2 separate regions of the Xenopus tropicalis genome follow, and region 1 is linked to region 2. The links are chromatin contacts, called in public Hi-C maps. All regions are on one chromosome and are shown on one strand. The core of a region is the stretch at or near the end of the contact, and the rest is flanking DNA. Distances in the headings are between cores, read along the strand shown. Region 1 holds the start of c4orf47 (UPF0602 protein C4orf47 homolog). Region 2 overlaps sorbs2 (sorbin and SH3 domain containing 2).

Region 1 (7,134 bases), core at 4,212-6,711, 74 kb after region 2:
AGTCCCCCCGAGGAAAGGCCCCTAAAGTGAAACAGTGCAAAATGTTCAAAAACTGTCTGGCAATACAAGTTCCGCTTTGACCAAAATGGCTGGCAGTAAAAGGGTTAATTAACACATTAATAACAAATAATATTCTAATTAATTTAAGGAATAATTTTCTTTTAACATGGATATATTTTGTTACCTGCTCTTTAAATAAAGCAATACCACTAAATAAAAAAAAAAAAACTATAATTTGCTTTAAGGAAACTGCCTGTATTGCTGGTGAGGGGGTGGATTCCAGGTCCTAAAATTGACATTTGACATCAACTTTCCATTCAAACCTGCAGGGCAGGGTTCAGGCCTTACAACTGGCTGGAAAATGCCAACAGAGAAAACAGCAAGTGTGCTATGAGCATAAACATTAAAGGAGAAGGTAAGGTAAAATCACTGGGGGTGCCAAAATGTTAGGCACCCCCGAGTGATTGTAACCACTTACCTTATACACTGGGTTGGTGCTTCTGTTAGGAGAAAACCGTAACAGCCCAGGGTAGCTGCAAATAAGCAATCGTCATCCTTCTTTTATCTATCATCAGAATCCCGGTAAAAAGTTTGGCTTTTCACTCATGGGCAAACAGTGTGAAGACAGAAGAAGGAAGAGGATTGCTCGGTCACAGATACCCCTGGTTGGTGCAGCTTTCTCCTAACAGGAGCACCAGCCTGGGGTATCAGGAAAGAGATTACAATCACGGGGGATGCCAACCATTTTGGCACCTTTCAGTGATTTTCCTTCTCCTTAAATGGGGAACCATGTTATATTAATGAGTTTTCACAGACCTACCTGTTTACCAGGTGAGCTTGGTTTAAAAGGTTTTTCAGTTTCTTTTTTTTGTGAGTGAACCTTAAGTGGTGGTAGAGGTTTATCTGTATAGTAAGGGTTTGGATTGAAATGATCCTTTGGATGCAGGTTTAGCTTAAATGGTCCGCCCTTCAGTTTTGATTTGTGATTTTCAATTTCCTTCTGTAAAAAGAACAATTGAATGTATTAAAGAAAAAAAATGAACAGAATTTACCAACGTTTCTTTTTCTCCCATGCTACACTATTAGGTGGACTATGAATGTAGTTACTTTTTCTTGCTTAGAAAAACTTTGAATTTTACTTAAAGTAAACTGACAGATATAACACTCCTCTGTGATATTGTTCCCTGCATGCTGTTAGACTCATGAGACTGTAGTTTGTTGGGTAGAAAAATAAGCACCAATATGACTGCAAAAATATGTGCCAAGATTTTTGCACTCGCAACACACCGGTTGGCCACGAGTACATATTTTATAGCCATCAACTGTGGGCTTCTGTACTAAACAAGTCATCAATGGCACGTGTAAAATATAGGGCTCCCATGCACCTTGGCCACCTCCTCCTCCTTCTCATAAATAGGAACAGGCACCACACACAAGAAAACAAACAAACAAACAAATGTCATTTTAATGAGCAAAGTTGCACAAGTTTTTGGCTAGTGTTAATAAATAAGTCTATTATTTTTTAAATAATGTATCTATACTATTCAATGTTCATTTTACCTTTATTAACTCTGTTGCGATGTCATAATTTTCAGAGGAGTATAGATATGGTTTACCTATGGTTACACTGGTATATCTGTGGAAAGTAGAATATTAAAGTAAATGTGCAGCAAAGTAATATGGAAGAAACAGTGCTGGAAAGTTCCCTATGCACTTAGTAGTGTAACTATAGAGGAAGTAGACTCTGGGTCTGCTTCCCCTATAGTTGTAGAAACTATAGTACCCAGCCACCCACCCAACCACTCATGTCCCCTGCTCCTAGCTACATGTTCTGGTGGGAGCCAGGCATGGGGGCCAGGTACACAGGGGGAAGGTTGCTGTTGTTGTGCACACTGGGCCCCTCTGCAGATTCTTTGGTGGGGGGGGGGCAGTGTGGAGTAGTTACACCACTGTTTGCACTTGTTAATACACTGAGCCATAAAATTATAGGATCAGCATATAATATGCATCACTTCTAATGACCCCTGTGCACTGCATACACCCAAGATGCAATGCATTTAAACCATGTAGTACAGACAGTACAGTACAGCTTCTTACCCATATCCACTGCCCTGTTTTGGAGGATTAGTGTAGAAGTTTTTCCCTGGTGCAGTGTATGCTTTCCTTGGTTTTAGTTCAGCACTAAATGCCACCACCGGACCTCCAACAGTGCCATAGAAACTGCCCAATCCAGATCTAGAATTAAGAATATAAACAGTTGTACATTACATCACTAAGAAACATTGTACATTTCTTTGCACCTCAGTAATTTGGAATGAAATAGAACAATTACAGAAATTCATAAGGCTTTTAATTTGTTCTGCAATATGTTTTAAAGGGCCACTCTGCCTTCAAAATGTCTAATAGAATTGTGCTTAGAGCATATATCTATGCTGCATCCATACCTATGCCTGTATAGATGTATGGTACATTTCACAGTTTTTATAATTGTCTGATTTGCTGTTCCATTGTGATACTAAGATAATGCCTTGTATGCTATAACTAACTCTGCACAGATCCATGTTTTTGCATTTTAGTAGATTTAGGCATGGAAATAACCTTTATACAGAAAACACACCCTAGAAACAACCTATTTTGGGCAACAGACTGTAATAATGTCTGTTTTTCAGGGTGCTAACATTTCCTTACTTACGGCTTTTTCTCTCCACTGGATGGGAGGAAGGGCTTTCCCAAGTTCTTTTTGCTTTGCTGCATTCGATACTGTCTTCTTTGCTTTAAAACATCAGAGTAAGATTCCCCTTCAAAAACTCTCTTGAACTGAGCATCAAAGTATCCACCTAAAATATTAGCCATGGATTTGGAGCCTCCAGGAAGTATTTGTCTATTCTTACTTGCAGATTCATTAAAGGGTTCTGAAAAAGCATAATTGATTAGTTTGCAAAGAAAATTTGGAAATTAACAATTCCCTGTGCATAACTCTGGTTATATGAATTTGGTACAATGAGGCATACAAGCCAAATGTTGCAGGGCTGTCTGAAAGTTTATGCAAAAACTTCCTGCAGACTGTCTGATTTCTATGAAACTGTTGTCTTGTGGTGGAACTAAGCAACCTGCATACACCCATCCACCCACCCACCCACCCATGATCAGAGTTGTCCCCAGTATTGAGTAGTCACCAGGAGGGTAGCACCCCCAGTTGGGATCCAGTCTACTGCTTTTGGCTATTCCTAAGAACCTACAAGAGAAGAGAAGGAGGTCCCAAAAGCGAAAGCCCACCTGGACAGCCCTATGGATGCAGATTGTTAGGCAGAACTGACTGGCACAAGGGGCACAGTGTAAAGGGGCACACTGTAGAAGCATCAGCCTTCTGAATCTATCTGAGAGAGGCTGCACCTTGGAGATAGTGCTGATAGGAAAAGAAAGTGGAAATCCCCTTCTAGAGGATAAATGAAGGGGCTGTTAGTAGTGTTCACCGGAAGGGTAGATAATGGATGATAATAAAGAGGATAATGATCCAAGGAGGCAGCTCTCTCCCAAGAGTTTCAGTATGAACATGTAAGAGAAAGTGGCAATGTGCGGATAGAAAAAGAAGAGGGCTGGTTAATAGTGATATATTTAAAAGGTGTGAGGGAGCACAAATACACAGTTGCGTTTGAGTGAATCACACCAATGGGAGGGGTGATGACACATGAAATAAAATACGGAATATTTGCAGAACATTTATGGTTGAAAAATATTTAAAGTACACATGAGAAAGTGGCTGGAGGAGCAGTCATGGTAGGTTGAGCAGTATAACACAGCACACACAGTTTGGGTAGAGAATGTGTTCATACAGGGCGAGGGGATGGCACCTTGATCTCAAAATAAAACACTTCGACACTGTAGTTCACTGTACCTGTGTGGTGGATTAAAGGGTGAGTTTAGTTGGACAGGGCAGCAAGAGTATATCCCTTGGCCCTCCAAGCTTCGCTGGAACCATTTGAACCATGGACCATGAAACCCAGGCCATACCACATAATCTCAGCATACTCCAGCCATGCTAGTAATCTCCTGGAAATATATTTGCCCATATAAGAAGCCAATGCATTGGTTAGGAGACACTTTTCATAAGAAAATGCATCCAACTAATGACGTGCCAGCCTTTAAGTTGTTATTTACACAGGACTAAGTCCATACTTACTGGAGCCGGGGGGCGCATATTTATCTCCAATGCTGGTATATCCCATCTCACTGAAGAGGCCAATCCTCTCCATATCAGTCCTTCCTTCAGGCATTTTAAAACTGTGAAGGTTTGAAAAGCCCAGGGGAAATAACACCTTGAATAAATGGATTAAAATAGAAATTGTAAGATATGATTTTTAGTCTTCACATGCTCAAATCCCAAACATTGAGCCAAATATATTACCCAGGGCAGGCACATGTAGAAAAAGCACATTTTTGCACACCACAATGGGATTTAGGTTGGAAGCTCTACGGGGCAGGGACCTCTATCCTCTTGTCTTTTTGATTCTTAATTTATAGTAGTCATACCTTGTATCTATTTTTATGTATTATCATACTTTTTATTTATCTATTATTGTGATGAGCCCATTTTGTTTTATTTATGTATTGTTCTACTTACTGTACAGCGCTACATACATACATACATTTTTGACTGTGGCACAGGGCACTGATTAAAATAACTGTGGGTTGCTGTGTTTTTATGGAGGATCTGTCAGGGGTAAAGTGTAAGCAAATGTATTCCTTTGGAAAAGCCTAACAAATTGGCAGTGAATTTGCCTTTTCTTGTACTTGTTTGCCCATTTGTGTCTGTTAGTTACCCCTCCCATATAGATTGTAAGCTCTACGGGACAGGGACCTCCTTCATCTTGTGTTTCTGACTCTTATTGCAACTGTACCTTGTATTTATTTGTATTTATTGGTGTACTTTGTATTTATCCATTATCTTTAACCCCCTGTTTGTATTAATGTATTCTACTGTACAGTGCTGCGTACATAAATAAAGATATACATATACATACATACATACTTTAACAGTAACTACTGATTGGTTGCTATGGTTAACTGCACTGGTGAAACTTTGCAGTGTGTGCTATCATTTTCTTTAAAGCACATTTGCTGCTTGAATGCGAGCCTGTGCCCAAGTGGCCATGTTACACCTGAATATTTAATTAACATTTCCTTATTTAATTCAGCAGGTAACCACCCCAGAGTCTCCATCTCTCACCTAAGCGCTGTGTCTCTCTCAGTACAACTGTTGTTACATCTGGTTGCTGCGGAGACAGAACAGCGCATTCCATTTTACATCGTGGGGGGTTCTCGGTCGCACTAAAGCCTCCAAACGTTTATTTTAAAGCCTTCGCGACTTTTGGTTGAACCTATCCTTCTATTGACTGTTGTCTAGTATATGTAAGCACAAGCGTGACATGCTGAGAAAGTGTACAGTAGCAGATATGGTTACCAGAAAACGGCCATATACACCCCACATCCCCACTTGGTACAGCTCCAACTTTACACTGTACCTGCATTGGAAGCTTTGACACGCAATGCATTTAGGGTAATGTAGTCCTCCGCAGGTTCCGTGCATGCGCATTGGTTACTACATTTGGATGTAGGCGTGCCCATGCAAATCGAGCTGTTGCTGTCAATTTGTTTTTGGTAGAGGCGTGTGTATTTATCTGTAAGGGTATATGGCTTGCGATCCCTAGTCTTTGTGCCATAGAACTAGATGGGTAACCCGCTGAATATTTTAGCGGTATACGTTTGAGTTGCAAAAAAGAGGCAGGAAGTAGTTTGTGTACAGCTCATCATTAGGGGCTGCCGTAAAGTGAGGAAGTGGCTGGAGTCGCAGTCATGGTGAGTTGAGCAGTATAACACAGTACACACAGTTTGGGTAGAGAATGTGTTCATACAGGGCGAGGGGATGGCACCTTATTCTTAAAACCAAACACTTCGACTCTGTAGTCCGCTGTGCCTGTGTGGTGGATTAAAGGTTAGACAGGGCAGAAAGGGAATGTCACTGGCCCGCCAAAGTAAATATTATATGGAGCAACGACTTGTTTAATGTTTAGTATTTAGCCTGCAGCCTTCCAGCTGTTAAAGGCATGCTGGCATTTGTAGCTCAAATATAGGGGATACTGATTTATGCAGTTCTACCCCCTGAGGGGTCCCAGGATTTCTACTGTCTTGGTCTTCTAGAAACTTTAGTATTATTTTCCATTAGCATGGGTTTATGGTGGCTTAGTTATCAGAAAGTATAAAGTACTGTATAATCGCAGAGAACAAGTGAATCAGTCAAAATGTGAATTGTTTGTTTCAATAGGACCCTATTAAATTACATTTCCATATTTCTGCTGCAATGTAAGTTTTATATTAGACACTATTGGTGTGTAAGTATTCCCACACACCGCAAGCTAGAAACTGTTATAACAAAAATATTGGGACAATGAAAAGTTTTACACATGTTTATCTGGCCCTGGCCAATGATCCCTCCCTTGTGTGCTCTTAGTCATTCCCCTGATTTGGAGTAGTATTAATAAATAGTTTTAACAACATTTTAACAATTTTTTTTGGTTTGTCTACCTTCCCTATTAATAACATGGCAAGCACTTATTTATTTGTAGTGTATAGAATGGTAAAATACTGGCGAAGTGGCAATGGTGTGTAAAACCAATTCATTGTTTGTACCATGTTAACTTCTGTCTAACAACAATTTTGTCTTTTATTAGATCATTTAAACTAAAGAAAACTGTTTTTACGATCATGGTGACGAAAATGTTATTTTAATCTGCAGGTAGTTTTAACATCGCCATGTATCATTTTCAGAACACGAGGTGGCCTGAATTTATCATTCCCTTTGACTGCGACTGATGGTATGTTCGCATGTGAATGATATAGGACTGGGGGGCACATCGACCAATACTGTGTCACACGCATGTGCATAATGATTAATCTGGGACACACACTCCTTATGTGCATGCATGTACTCCAGTGAGTGGGAAAATGCACCATTTTTAATTCAGTGTTCAGTACATGTATGTTGGGTGAACATTCCCAACCGGTATCTTTGTAACATGCCTATCCCTTGATTAATCGGTCTGCATCCAGAGCCACAGCTTCTATTTACTTCCTGCA
Region 2 (6,564 bases), core at 1,800-4,299:
AAGAGAGAGAGGTATGTGATCCACAGTTGTGTGTTTAATGCCCCACCCACCCCTCTACACTTCCCATGCAGTGCCGCAGAGTTGCTCAGGCTCAGAATATATACAGCTTAACGTTTACTGTACAAGGCTTATTAGTAATGATTTCAGATTTACATAACACTGCAACATTCTGCTTCAAATGGGATTATTAATGAGCCTTTTAGCATCTGTGGCAGGTGTAGTCTCACTTTCTGCTATTTTTTGGTGATTTGCTCTTCAACAGCAGCCCAGAGCACACTGAGCGCGTGCAGTGTCACTGACACTCAAAAGATGGCCCAACACGATCAGAAGATGAACAGCTTAGATGCTTTTTAGTATGTTTTAATATCTGAAACCAAAGTAAAGAAAGACGCTGTCAGTGGGGTCCTTGGGACAACCAGTGTGGGGAAGCTATGTGTCTGCCCAAAAGAAGAATGTGCTGTTTTGATCAAATGAATACTCAAGTTTTAGTAAATATAATTGATGACAAATGTAATACTAATTGCAGTATTTGTCTTTTGTTTCTATGGTAAGCCTGCTCGAGCTGTGTATGACTTCAAAGCACAGACTCCAAAGTAAGTTCTAGTGTGGTTGGGTGGGTGCTTATGCTATATTTCTGCTCTTTATTGGCCTAATAATTACTACCAGAGGCTGTGCAAGTACTGTCAATCCGCAGAGAAATCTCGGCCACTTCTAAATTAGTGTCTTTTTGACTATACGGTACAGTACTATACCTTGCAGCCACAGGATATCCCAGAAGTGCTTATATTACACAATTATTATACAGAAAAATAATAATTTGTATTGTTACTGTTACCAGTGTGTCTTTAGTTATATAATACTTGTTTCTGCAGAGCTGTACCTTTGTTCATTAAAGGAACAGTAACACCAATTAATAAAAGAGTTTTATGTAATTAAATACTATTGCCCTGCACTGGTAAAACTGTTGTGTATGCTTCATGAACACTACTATAGTTTATATAAATAAGCTGCTGTGTAGCCGTGGGGGCAGCCATTCAAGCTGGAAAAAAGGAGAAAAGGCACAGGTTACATAGCAGATAACAGATAAAGCACAATTGTATTCTGTTTATCTGTTATCTGCTATGTAACCTGTTCCATTTCTCCTTTTGAACGGCTGCCCCAATGGCTAAACAGCAGGGTATTTATAAAACTATAGTAGTCTTTATTAAGCAAACACACAACTTTTACCAGTGCAGGGCAGCAGTACATTATTAGTTTAATTACGTGGATATATTTTCATTTTTTGGTGTTACTGTTAATGGTACCTTTAATGGTACAGACAAGGGAAACAAATCTCGCAATAAATAAAAAAGAAATCTATTACAAAGACTAATTGCTGTGTGTTAAGAGACACAGGAATTATTAGGCCCTACTTATAGCATTTGCAATCTAAGTGAGGCATTTTCTGGCCAGAGGAACTGCCTGTGATCCAGAGGCCCAGGGCAAGTGCTCTGAAACATTTTCTGGAGACAGAAGTAAAAATGTGTAGAGCAGGACATGTAACATTCATAGTCATTTCTGTAGTGATTATAGAACTGGGTGGGGCTGTGTGTTGCTTATGGAAAGCAAGTCAGATTTTGAGAAAAAGAGGTTAAGAATTGTTCCTTTATTAAAAACCAGAGACCCAGAGAAGTATCTTGGGATCACATTCTCTCAGATCCTGCTCTATATCCAAACAGGATTGTATATTGTGTTGTAAATGATGCAACTGAGCATGACAGATCCACTCTACAAACCCCCCTGTCCAGGGACAAATGATCTACATAGGCACCTAGGGCTGCAGCTTTATGGCTGGTGGCTCTTGGGTGCCTATATAGAAAAAATATATACTTTATAAATATATTCCCCTAGCCTGATTATGATAATGGTGGGATTTACCATTTTTATAGAAGGCCTTCCCAGATGCACATATTGCGAATAGCAAACAGAATTGAATGAGACAGATTCAGTTCAGTATATCCAGGTTTCATGCACTTATTTACTAGCACTGGGCTAATTTGTAACTGGACAGTTACCCATATCAACCAGTGATTGATCTTCTCTGGCAGCTGTCTGACGTGTGATTGACTGCCATGGGTTATTGCACTGTTATTAGGTAAATAAATGACCCCCTATCATTTTATTGAGCTTTTACAGCATATGAAATGTTTGCACCTTATTTTCCTGCAGAGAACTGTCTTTCAGTAAAGGAGATACAGTCTATATCCTCAGGAAAATAGACAAGAACTGGTACGAAGGGGAGCACCATGGGAGAATAGGGATATTTCCAGTTTCATATGTTGAGGTTTGTAGTCCTTTCTTTCCATTTATTTTATGACTATCAAGCATTCACCGTAAATTAGATATATATTTATTAATCTTTCTGTTGTAGAAAATGACCCTGACAGAAAAATTACAGCCAGCGCGCCCCCCTCCTCCAGCACAGGCCCGAGAGATCGGAGAGGCAGTGGCTAAATACAATTTTACTGCTGACACAAACGTGGAGCTTTCACTCAAAAAGGTAATTTTATCCACTATTCTTATTGTTCATGTGTATCTGTTGCCTTATAACAGTGAAATAACTTACAGTAGGTTCTCCGCTATTAAGAATAAAAATTAATAGGTCAGACACCAGCCATTGGCTCTGCAGCCGGCACATCCCAGCATCCTTAGGGCCACAAAATGGACCTATCCCTTTAGTTAGCAGATTTAGCTTTTTCTAACCTGTGGGTCCCTTTCTTTCTTAGCACTGCTCGATGCATTATGCATTCAGTATAGGTGCAACCTGTGACTTATATCTTTTTTTCCCCCAGGGTGATAGAGTTTTGCTTCTTAAGCAAGTTGACCAAAACTGGTATGAAGGTAAAATTGTGGGGACTAAAAGGCAGGGAATCTTCCCTGTGGCCTATGTGGAGATCTTAAAAAAGGGTCCGTCCAAAAGTGCTGGGGATTCCTCCCATTGTCCAGGACCTCAGAGCACTTCAATAGACAGGATGCACAATTCAAGTCCTGCCACGGTAAGGAACCTTGTATTACTAGTTAATTATAGAGCAAAGCCTTTGCTTTTGGTGGCATTTGCCCTGTCTCAGATAACATTCCTTTGGTTAGAAAAGGTCTTTTGTCTGAGCTTTCATGCAACATCTTGGCTGCTGCCATTGCTCCCATTACTAGAAGCACAGCCATTGGAACACTGGATAAGTGGCTGGTGATGATCAAACATCTATTTGTGCTCTGGTGTTTAATAAGCTATTATGCTATCCATTTTTTGCATTCAAAACAGCTGCATATTTTGTATTGCGGTAGAGAAAAATAATCACATTTGTAGGTACTCTGATAAGGATCACAAGGGGGTATGCAGTAAACAGGGGGCATGCACTCGAGTCTTTCTAGATGGCACTTGGTGCAGAAATTCATTTGGCAGCATGAGAAGGAGAATTCCTGGTTGGCCTAGTACTTACAATATAGAAAATAGAATTGGCATTAATACTCACACTCATATATTGTTGAACCAGGAACAAGTCAAGTTGATCTTTTGGGGTCAGGATTTTGAGTGACAGCTTTTTACCTTCCCATTGATTAACTAGACATTAATTAAGCATTATCTGAAAAATTAAATTAAACTTGATCGACACGTGCCCAGATCTCTCCCCTCTCCCTTCTCCTGCTCCCCCCTCCCATAAGAATTCATAAAACTTACTCCCCCCACCCTTAGGAATGTGTGATCTGAGCTATAAGGGCTAGACTGCAAAGGAAGCTATGAACACCAAGCTAAAATGGCAGCTGCAATCTTAAACAAACAGAGAAAGCTTATAGAGCTCTTTACTTAGGTATGATAAAGCTTTCTGCAGAATAAATATAACATTCTAGGTGGCACTAATGTGGCAAATCTATTGGCAGTAAAATGCCAAAATGACTTTCCTTCGCCTTTAAAGGGGTTTTTCACCTTTGGGTTAACTTTTTGTATGTTATAGAATAGCTTATCCCTAGCCACTTTACTATTGGCTTTCATTATTCAGCGTTTATAGTTTTTTAAATTTTTTGTCTCCCTCTTCTGTCTTTTTCTGTTTTATGGCCATTTTTGATGGACACAATTGAGGTTTATTAACCTGGGCATAGTTTTATACCACTATTTGGCTGCCACAATTGAGCTGGATTTCTGGGAATTTTTGGCGTAGAGGGAATTTAAGATGTTCACAATGATACTGCATTTAACTATGGTGCTGGGTCTGCTTCTGCATGTAGAAATCCTTCTTAAGACAATTATACTCAAAGCCACTTGGAACAATTTCTATATTATATATCACAATGACATAAATTGGCATGTTATTTATTGAACATGTTCTTCCTGATGTACATAGCTATCTTCAGCAACAGCTGTGGTTAAAAAAACACATTAATTCCAGTTCATGGCAACCAGAGCTCCCTGCCTTAATCTGTGCTAGCTAGGAATTCCCTAGTTGGCTTTCTGAGCATCACAGCTCAGAACCTGAGATCTCTGGCTGTTCCTGCAAGTGTTGGCTGACTTCCTTTTGGATATCACTTATGTAAATTGTAGTTGTGAAGAGAAATGCATCTGCAAGAATATGACCTTTGTATAGCTAGCAAGACTGATGTACTATACGGTGTTGTGATTATATATAATGAATGGATATTGTCTGTATCATTTTGGAAAGGATTTTAGCAGACATTAATGTTGGGTTGGAGCTTGCTTAAGGAAACCTAATGTATTTATTAATCCTAACCTAAAATATAGATAAAAATGTATTGAACTGGTAGTCAACATGTGGACATGCCTATGTAAGGCTTTATAGGAATATCATTAAGCTTTACCACACATAGCGAAGCTCTGCCAGCTATGGTCTTCAGCTAAGGGTGTGCACTAAAGTACACAATTTAACATACGGGGCACAGATGTGTGGTTCTGTTGGGGCAGCTGATGGCCAGTGCAGGGGGATATGCTGACAACAATTATGTCTCAGTTATATGCAGTGCAGGTTAAGCCACCTAAGTCGCATTTTGTATTCATGATATCATATAGAAGGATTAATTCCAAGTACATATCAAGTCAGTGGAATGTGGATATACCTGAAATGTATATGGAATCTCTGGGGGTTGCAAAGTCAAATAAACATTGAATACATTTATCTACTTTGTAATGAGATGAGCCCAGCAATGCAATATTGCTGGGCTCATCTCATTATTGCATATTTGTACTATGCTTATTAATGCACTATGGCTACTACTTATAGGCCTCTTATCTGCCAAAAGCTGTATGTAATGCAGGAACAAGGGAGGTATTTACTGTAGAATCATGTAGAAATGCCCCCATTTAGCACAATGGTCTAGTTGTTAGTGTTATTGTACTCTTTATCCATGAGTCCTTCCCATTATTTTTAAATTACCCATTATAACACATTTTTTTGTTATATTTTTGTAAGAGCCTTTTTATACCTGATTGGAATAAAAGCACTGAGTAACTTGCTGCTGCTATATAAAACATGAGTATCTCCTTCATATGTATAGGCTTGCCACCTTTTCCCACACCAGACTGGGGTGTGTGGCACTGGGTGGGACATTGACGTAACGTAGGCAGGTGGTGATGACGGAGGGGCAGGGCTATGACAAGGCGATTGGCTGATTGCTCCCTCAATCTCACAGAGTCCTTCCAAAAACCGGGCTTTCCAGGTCAAAACCAGACAGGTGGCAACCCTACATATGTAGCTGTGATGGGGTGTCCGTGCTAGCGGTGAGCCTTTAGGGAAATGTGGTCCAAACAGTGGAGTTTTCCTATGAATCAACCTTAGTAAACCAGTGTGATAAAAAGAATTCACCAATGTGAAGCAGGTGCTACAGACGTTAGTAAATGAGCCCCAGTGAAGGAAAGAAGTGAATTCGCAGTACTTACATAACGAGGCCTGGGAGCAGAGCAGTAGGTTATTCCGAGCCGATGTGCGTGATCAGGGAACGTATGAGTGTGATTGACAGCAGGGGATACCCATCATAATGTCAGGCAAAAATGCTAGGCCTTCTAAAAATGTTAAAACTGCAGTTAATAAGCGCTGTTGCAGACAAAAAGAATCAGAGCTGATGTCAGACCCCCACTATCTTTGTAAATAGGAAGCCATGGTTCATGTGTAAACACAAGCGGTATCTGGTATCCCAGTCACCTGCCGTGGCTAGAAAAAGATTTCTGTGAGTCTTCATCAACACTTGAATCACTAGGATGTCACTTTGCTAGAAATAGACACTGTCTGTACATATCTGTCATCAGTTCACAACTATGTTTGGGGGTAAATTGTGAGCAGCTATTTTTATACAGTTAATCACCCCCACATCACTTCAGAGGGACATCATTGAAACCTTCATGCTTTTGTGGCCCTTCAGCAGGGGATGGTGGGAGTCGTAGTTTTTAACATCTGAATGGCTCCATGTCTGGCTTCAGTATCCTAAATTATTAGTCATTTTCCAAGGTATTAAGCGCTTAAAGCTGAGCAGTTGCCTGCTCTATGCCATAACTAGGAATGTGCTACGTAACTTTGCTAAAGG

What was found. Hi-C and Micro-C count contacts between places; a contact is called where the count stands out from the background.
Region 1: a Hi-C map of neurula embryo shows a contact between it and region 2, with 1.9 times the contacts expected there. The contact joins the promoter of c4orf47 here to the enhancer-like site in region 2. A contact is called at or near these places in 4 of 5 Hi-C or Micro-C datasets (brain, liver, neurula embryo and 1 more).

The regions. Positions count from the first base shown.
Region 1 is chr1:44,467,972-44,475,105 of UCB_Xtro_10.0, forward strand. It overlaps c4orf47 (UPF0602 protein C4orf47 homolog), which reads right to left and starts at 5,462. Exons shown (of 8, transcript XM_002934264.5): 1 at 5,228-5,462; 2 at 4,181-4,316; 3 at 2,693-2,912; 4 at 2,098-2,235; 5 at 1,561-1,636; 6 at 821-1,000. The coding sequence starts at 4,274. ufsp2 (UFM1-specific peptidase 2) reads left to right here and starts at 5,842. Exons shown (of 12, transcript NM_001126988.1): 1 at 5,842-5,856; 2 at 6,794-6,872. The coding sequence starts at 5,854.
Region 2 is chr1:44,396,007-44,402,570 of UCB_Xtro_10.0, forward strand. sorbs2 (sorbin and SH3 domain containing 2) reads left to right here. Exons shown (of 22, transcript NM_001141994.1): 14 at 1-11; 15 at 553-593; 16 at 2,209-2,323; 17 at 2,411-2,539; 18 at 2,832-3,035. Among named protein-coding and RNA genes, the nearest start is that of pdlim3, 38 kb to the right of the region's middle. Within about 2 kb of position 3,050, at least 1 of the 11 cell types and tissues checked has an H3K27ac peak or open chromatin away from gene starts, as enhancers often do. A contact at or near this core is called in neurula embryo, where this site is marked.